Regions from separate parts of the Sus scrofa genome. Here region 1 is linked to region 2. A link is a contact called in public HiChIP or PLAC-seq data. All regions are on one chromosome and are shown on one strand. Each heading gives the region's core, a stretch centred on a gene start, on an enhancer-like site or on the middle of the called end of the contact. The rest is flanking DNA. Distances are from core to core; before and after follow the strand shown.

Region 1 (3,809 bases), core at 362-2,861, 230 kb after region 2:
ACTTTTTTTTTTTTTTGGTCTTTTCTAGGGCCGCTCCTGAGGCATATGGAGGTTCCCAGGCTAGGGGTATAATCGGAGCTGTAGCCGCTGGCCTACGCCACAGCCACAGGAACACAGGATCCAAGCTGAGTCTGCAACCTACACCACAGCTCATGGCAATGGCAGTGCCGGATCCTTAACCCACTGAGCGAGGCCAGGGATCAAACGCTCAACTTCATGGTTCCTAGTTGGATTCGTTAACCACTGAGCCACAACGGGAACTCCTTTTTTATTTTTATTTTTTTATTTTTTTACCTACACTATTGTATATGTTGCTCAAGCTTTTCCATATCAAAGTTTTAAATTTTTACATAATGAAATCTGACTTTTCCTTTGTGACTTGAGTTCCCTTATCTTCTTAACAAGGTTTCTCTCATCCTAGGACAATTTTTTCAATACTCCTATTTTTTTTAGGATTTTAAATATTTACATTTTTACTCGTTTATAGTTTGTGAAGGGACATCATATATTTCTCAAGCTCTTTAATCTTCCTTGATGTAGATGGATTCAGAAGTGTCCTAGGCAAGCAATTTCTTTAAAATGAAGATGACTTCTGTTCCTGTGAAAGCCTGCCTGATCCAGTTCTTTATTTTTTTGAAAGCACTTTGTTTGCAGAGTATATGCTTATAAACAAAGTTGAATATCACAAATGTCATAATATCATTTATATGTGGAATCTAAAAAAAAAATGATATAAATGAACTTATTTACAAAACCGAAACAGATTCACAGACTTTTAAAACAAACTTATGGTTACCAGAGAAGAAAGGTTGGAGGAGGGATAAATTAGGAGTTTGGGATTAACATATACACAATATTCTTTATAAAACAGATAACTGACAAGGACCTGCTGTATAGCACAGGGAACTGTACTCAATATTCTGTAATAATTTATGTGGGGAAAAGAAGGGATATAGGTATAACTGAATCACTTTGCTATACACCTGAAACACATTGTAAATCAACTATGCTCCAATAAAAATTTTTAAAAAGTTGTCTACACAAGCACAGTCTCTTAAGTAGACGTTTTAATAAATCCTAAGATGCTGCAGTACACTGACCAAGAAAACAATTTGATCCCTAAAGCCCTCTCCAATCTATGCTCAGTGAAAACAGCAAACAAAAGGCCTGAGTAGAAAACCTAGTTCTTCAAAGCAGGTAAAACTCCTGTTTACTCCTTCCAGAAGAGAAAGAGTTTTCAGATCATAAAAGACAGAATTGCCCGGGTGCAAGACAGAACAACTGTGATAAGGCTTTACTTCCTAAAAGTCTAAATTACGAACAGTGGAACAGTTCTGAAAATGAACAAAAAGGAAAGCAATAGCTTTGAGGCAAAGAATCACATCAGTCTGGCAAAATCGAAGATTCTTAATTTTTAAAACGCTGCCTAACCTTTTATTATCTGTGACAACACATCAAGTGAGCAGCAGTACAAAGGATGCCTGTGATTTAGAAATGCCACGCTTGAGCCAACTACAGTTGCCCGCGTGCGTAGCATGAAGGCGTGACCAAAAAAGACTGGGGAACAGAGGGCTTTATCTGCATCACAAGACACTCTCCGTTTTCTATACACGAATGTTTGCTGAAATAAGTCCTCTCCGCTCGCGCTACCGGGGGCAGGACCGAAACATCACAGGTGTTGTCGCGGGCAGGTGGAGCCACAGGAAGATTTCACGTTGGGGATCGCAGGGCGCAGGTGCCCAGGCAAACCGCTGGTCAAAATGACTGGGATCTGACTTACGGCAAAAGAAGTAGGCCTGGGATTGAGACTACGCTCCAGTCCGAAGTGCACTGCATTCTAGTTGAGGCCAACTTCGGGCCTCCTCCTGAGATGAGAGTGCACTCGTCAGGGGTTTAGTTACGTAGAGCAGCCTCTCATCCCCGTACGGGGCTTCCCCTGCAGACCCTCCAATGACCCTTCCCACCCCCGCCTGGTAGGCGCTCTGATTGCAGCCGGTCGCCATTCATCAACCGGTTCACACCGGCGGCCGCCGCCGCGCTGTGACGTCGGCGAGGCGGGCCTCCGCCCCCGCTCGTCGGCGCTAGGATTGAGGCCCGACTGCGATTGGCCGCCTGGGCGTTCACGTCACTCTTGCTATAAATAAGAGGGCTTGTGACGCAAGGGCGCCTCGGCGCACGTATTGGCTCATTGGGCTGCGGGCCGGCGAGGCTGCGCGCTCTCCCCGGAGCCGCTCGCTGCAGGATCGAGTCCACTGCCCTCGCTGCCTCCAGCGAAGCCGCCGCTAGCCCGCGAGGACCACCGCCACCCCTGCCCTACCGCTGCCGCCTGTGTCGCCGCCGCCTCGGGACCGGCTGTATGATTAAGCCACAATCTTCAATGAGTAGACATATTCCTGTGAGTACCCGTACCCCGTGCCGCCGCCTTTGTTCGGAGCCTGGCTCCGCCCGGGTCCCGCTGGTACTGGCGGGCGAGCGCTGAGGGCCAAGCCCGGGGCGCCGGGCTGCGCGGTGGCACGGGAGCCGCTTTGTGACCACCACCTCGCTCCGGCACCCGGCGGCGCCCCAAGGCCCCTTTGTCTGCCGCAGGGCCCGGGAGCGGGGACGTGGCCCGGGTGGGGCGCGGGTTGCGCGTCACTGCAGCGGGCGCGCCCCCAGACCCTGCGGGCGGGTGGGCGAGGCGGCTGCTCGCGGGCTGGGCCGGACTCCTTCGCGGAGCCGGCGGGATTGGGCCTGTGCGGCCACCCAGGGCCCCGCGGCTGCGGCCGGCGCTCGGACAAAATGGCCTCGGCGCCGGACTGAAGACGCGGCGCGAACCCGTGACCCGGGCCCGCGCGGCCCCACCAGGTGAGCGGCCCGCCCCGCCCCACCGGCTCCGGACAATGGGAGCAAGTCCGGGCTCGTCCCTGCTCCGGGGCGGGGCAGGAGGGAAGCGGCCTGGGTCTGAGCCTGGGGAAGCTTCCGGGCCGCACTGCGCGAAGCCAAGGGGGCCCGGTGCCGCCTTTTAATCCGGCACCCTTAGAACTTCCTGAAACCCCAGATGTGCTGTGTTTGTTGCCTCCTGTTGGCTTGCATCGCAGGGCCCAGCCAGAGCCAGAATTCTGAGGTTTATCTCTGTCCGTGGAACCCTCTGCGGTTCCAAATGTATTTCATCGTTATTTACACTGCAGTTAGAACTATCGATTTGCTTGAGATCTAGATTATGAGCCAGTGCTTCCCGTTACTCTATATGTGAATTTTGTTTGGTGGCAGTGAAAAAGTTGAAAATCAGAAAGCTAGATCATTCTGAAAACTAATCAGCATTTTATACTTGTTATATTCCAGGTGCATTGCCTAAGGTATAGGTAGATGAGGCACAAATTGCAACTACCTACCATCTGATAAAATAGTTAACACAGATTATTGTGATTATGTACAACTGATAAGTGGAAGAAGAAAAAATTCCTTGGTATTTCTAGATTGCCTATCATGGATAGGTTTTCCTGGGGCGAAGACATTGGGAATGGGGAAGTCCTGGGCAGAACAGAAAGGTGTTAGGTGTGCACAGTCACTTCCGCTTTTGTGGAAATTCATCACCCGTCTGTCCCCTACTGGGTGGCTCTATCCAGTCCACTGAAAGAATTATTTCTGTATTGCTTTCTGTGCTTCCTTGTGAGAAATTGCTAGTTGAAGGGATATGGCCAGACAGCTGTAACAGGAATTTTAGTTAAGTATGGAAGTAGTATTGTGTGTTTCTCTACAGATCGCCTTTAACTTGAAAAAAGTAGTACCTGGAAGTCAGAATACTGAGATTAGAGTCTTTGACCTTAACA
Region 2 (3,560 bases), core at 842-3,341:
ATTGTTTTAGTATTAAAGGTAAAACGGTGTACACAACGGATAGAAGTCCTAAACTCATGGAGATTTGTAGAGCCTCCTCAGCTTCATTTGTTCTACCACTGCGCTCTGCTCATTTGTTTCAAGCTTTTCAGTTAGCCATGTGTTTAAATTTTTGGATTCTATAACATCTGTGGATTTTTTGACAAAAACATAGTCTGTGACATATGTAATGAGTAACTCCAGATAATGTACTCTAAATTATTTTAACACGTAAAGCCTTGTAATACACCCTGGGGTCGAACAAACAGTATTGAAAACAAATTGTTTTCCACGTGTAATGCTAGGCACATCATGTATTAGATATATAACACATGATTCTTTCTCTGAAGAAGCTCCTGTTGACCATCTCTTGCTCTTTTTCTCTCCCACCCCACCTCCCTTTTGTTCTATTTTCTGAGAAATTTTTTTGGATTATTTTACAGATTTCCACTGATTTTTTTTTTTAATTCTGCTATTGTATTTTTTAAATCTCAAGAGCTGTTTCTTATTTTTAAATTCAGGGATCAAGATAGTGTTAGCTTGTAGTCTTGCAGCAAGAACATACCTTAGGCATCCTCCATAGTTTGGAATTTGGCACATAGCATTACAAACTCTTTATTGATAATGTAATAAAACGTTACAGAGTCAGGCCCTAGATAGTGGGTATTGTGGATTCGTGTAATGCCCTAGGACCAGCCCTGGGAATTCATTCACAAAGATCTCAACCTTGCCAGGAAGATGCAAGAATGACTACGACTCCCAGAATGCACTACAACCCCAGATTAGCGTGGAGCGGTGCATCCTGGGAGTACATTCACTCGGGGAAGGAGAGGAAGAGCTTTTTTGAATATTTTTCTGGGAGTTGAAGTTGTTCGGAATCGCTGCTTCTCTTTTCGGCTATCCGTGAGTCTCTGGGTGTAGAGGGCTGCCTCAGTCTTTCAGGCCTGGAGAAGTAATCGACGCCGCGCACGCACCTTTCTGCCCCGGACCCAGACGGCCTCAGCATCAGAACCCGAAAAGGAAGCTAAGCACAGGGCAGGGTGGCTGCCGCCGTCTCTCCGAGCCACCAGGAACTGACCATCCCAGCCCTCGTTCCATAGGCCCACCCTTTGACCCATTTAGTATCTGGGCTGGTTTCAGGCCCTGGCCCGGGAGATTGACACGGATCTTTGAGCAGGTTCGGCTTTGTGGCATTCCGGCCCTTCCCACCTCCTCACCACTTACCCATCCCAGCACCTCTCTCTGGCCTCCGTACATCTCTCGTCCCCTCGTTCTGAGCTAAGTGTTGGGCAATTGAAGCGTGTTCTCTGTCCAGCGGTGCCCCAGCCACAAAAAAGAACCTTTCTGGGTGTGACGTTCTTTCCACTGAGGGTTTGAGAGAATTTCCTTCTAAAGTCGAGACTGTTTTCACTTGTATGAAGTGAAATTAGAAAAATAAGGACAATGTAGGGAGTTCTTACACAGTTAAATTTATTTAAATGATTGGGATAGTTTACTTGTTTTTATTTCCCGTTTGTTTTAAAATAATTTTTAGCTGAAAGATAATGTAGTGGAAAGGTTGTAGCGGGAACTGCTGCCTAAGAATTATTTCTTAGCGAAATCACCTTTTTTGTCGGTAGCCAGTACCTCAAAATGACTGCTGATTTAGTATAACTCATAGGCAGAACCTCAAAGAGATGAGATATCTTACCTAAAATTACGAAAGGTGAGATAATAATCCAGTTCTCTTGGCTCTGGAATCTACTCTGCTCACACTGATTTTATTCTTTGAGTTGAGAATACAGCGGGCCTGACTGGGTTAGCATTTTGGCTAACCATTTTCTGGAGGCAGTGAGGTACCTGAGCCAGGGTTTTCTCCTTGTAGAATGGTAATAATGGTACTTAAATTAGTTTGATATGTGTAAAGCTCTTTACCTTTTAACTGCTGTTATTAAGATTTATTTACTCAATTCCTTGTTTATAGCTTTAAAGTTTTGTATTTAGATATATCATTTGATAAAGTTCCTTCTCTTTCTTTGTTTTCTTATTTGGTTTGTCTTACCCAGGCAGTTTTATAAACGTTATTTTTTCTTTACCTCAGGCCAGACACACCTTTTGAAGTTTTGAAAAATTATCTAATTTGCATCATTATTGCCTTTGTTTTATTAAAACCATAAGCTTGAAACACAAGTTTTACTTGAAATTTTAGATGAAATTTAGATATAAATTCGTGTGTTCAAGGAACAGTAATTTCATCTAAATAACCCAGTTTTCAGTAACCAATATAGTTACTCCAAATCACTTTATAGAATGTATTTTCTTTTTCTTCGTCTCTTAATTTCTAACAAAATAATACTGTATTCTTTTTCAGTTTCCTGCTTTACCATGCTCTCTTGTGATATTTGTGGTGAAACAGTAACCTCAGAACCAGACATGAAGGCTCACCTAATTGTTCATATGGAAGATGATGTTATATGTCCATTTTGCAAATTGTCAGGTGTGAGTTATGATGAAATGTGTTTTCATATTGAAACTGCTCATTTTGAGCAAAATGAGCTAGAAAGAAACATTGAGAGGATTAATTCAGTACAGTACGGAACTTCTGACAACAGGACGGACAGCACCCTGCAGTGTAGAATGGAAGTTAATTCAAGTATTCATTCAGCTTGTGCGTCTAATCATCCGAAAATTTTAGCTCAAAGTCTGCCTAAGGAAGGATCTTTAAAACATAAAGGCTTTCATTCAGAGAATGTAACTGAATCCAGAAAATTTCTGAAAAGTAAGGAAAAACAGTCTGACCTAACCAAAATAAAAGGATCAATTTATGAAACAATGTATAGTCCTCCTGAATGCCCATTCTGTGGAAAAATAGAAGATTGTAGTCAAGATATGGAAACTCATGTGAAAACAAAGCATACCAACCTTTTAGATACTCCATTAGAAGGTAAAGTGTTTGTTTTATGTAATAAGCAGCAGTAGTCTCAACTTAATAGGTGGTGTCCCAAAAGTTGGTTTATACATCAGATGACTGCAAATGTATTTTTAATTTTCAGTTCATAGCATTGTTCATTTGCCTTTATTGGAATATGGAACTATAGTAATGGAAATTTTGATGCAAATTAAAAATGTTTCAGCTATATTGAAAGTAGTTTTAGAATCTTTCTGAGGAGAAATAGTCTCATAGTCCAGTTTCCAGAGGTATTCTTTTTTTATTTTTTTTATTTTTTTTAATACCAGCCCAGTGAACTGTCTGGGACCCTGATTTTCTGTTATTGAGTTCTAGTTTGAGTCTGTTATGGCCAGAGAACACACTCTGATGAAAATTCTTTTGAGTTTGTTGAAACTTGTTTTATGGCCTAAGATATGGTATATTGTCTATCTTAGTATATGTTCCATACACTTGGGGGGAAAATGTGTATTCTGCTATTGTTGGGTTGAGTGTTCTATATTCGTCGATTAGAGTATGTTGTTGATTATGTTCAGATCTTTCATGTCCTTGTTGCTTTCATGTTCGGGAGTCCTACCAGTTTTTGAAAGGGGTTGAAGTTCCCAATTGTAATTGT

What was found. HiChIP or PLAC-seq counts read pairs in DNA pulled down with a chosen protein or histone mark.
Region 1: a contact with region 2 is called in an H3K27ac HiChIP or PLAC-seq map of alveolar macrophages. The contact joins the promoter of PTP4A1 here to the promoter of KPNA5 in region 2. A contact is called at or near these places in 1 of 5 promoter capture datasets (liver), 4 of 47 Hi-C or Micro-C datasets (embryonic fibroblasts, fetal heart ventricle, heart right ventricle and 1 more) and 1 of 2 datasets of contacts at active chromatin or transcription factors (alveolar macrophages).

The regions. Positions count from the first base shown.
Region 1 is chr1:45,168,302-45,172,110 of Sscrofa11.1, forward strand. PTP4A1 (protein tyrosine phosphatase type IVA 1) reads left to right here and starts at 1,612. Exons shown (of 6, transcript XM_003121246.4): 1 at 1,612-2,395.
Region 2 is chr1:44,939,128-44,942,687 of Sscrofa11.1, forward strand. KPNA5 (importin subunit alpha-6) reads right to left here and starts at 2,092. Exons shown (of 14, transcript XM_001925212.7): 1 at 1,243-2,092. The coding sequence starts at 1,246. ZUFSP (zinc finger with UFM1 specific peptidase domain) reads left to right here and starts at 815. Exons shown (of 10, transcript NM_001243033.1): 1 at 815-1,195; 2 at 2,369-2,941. The coding sequence starts at 2,383.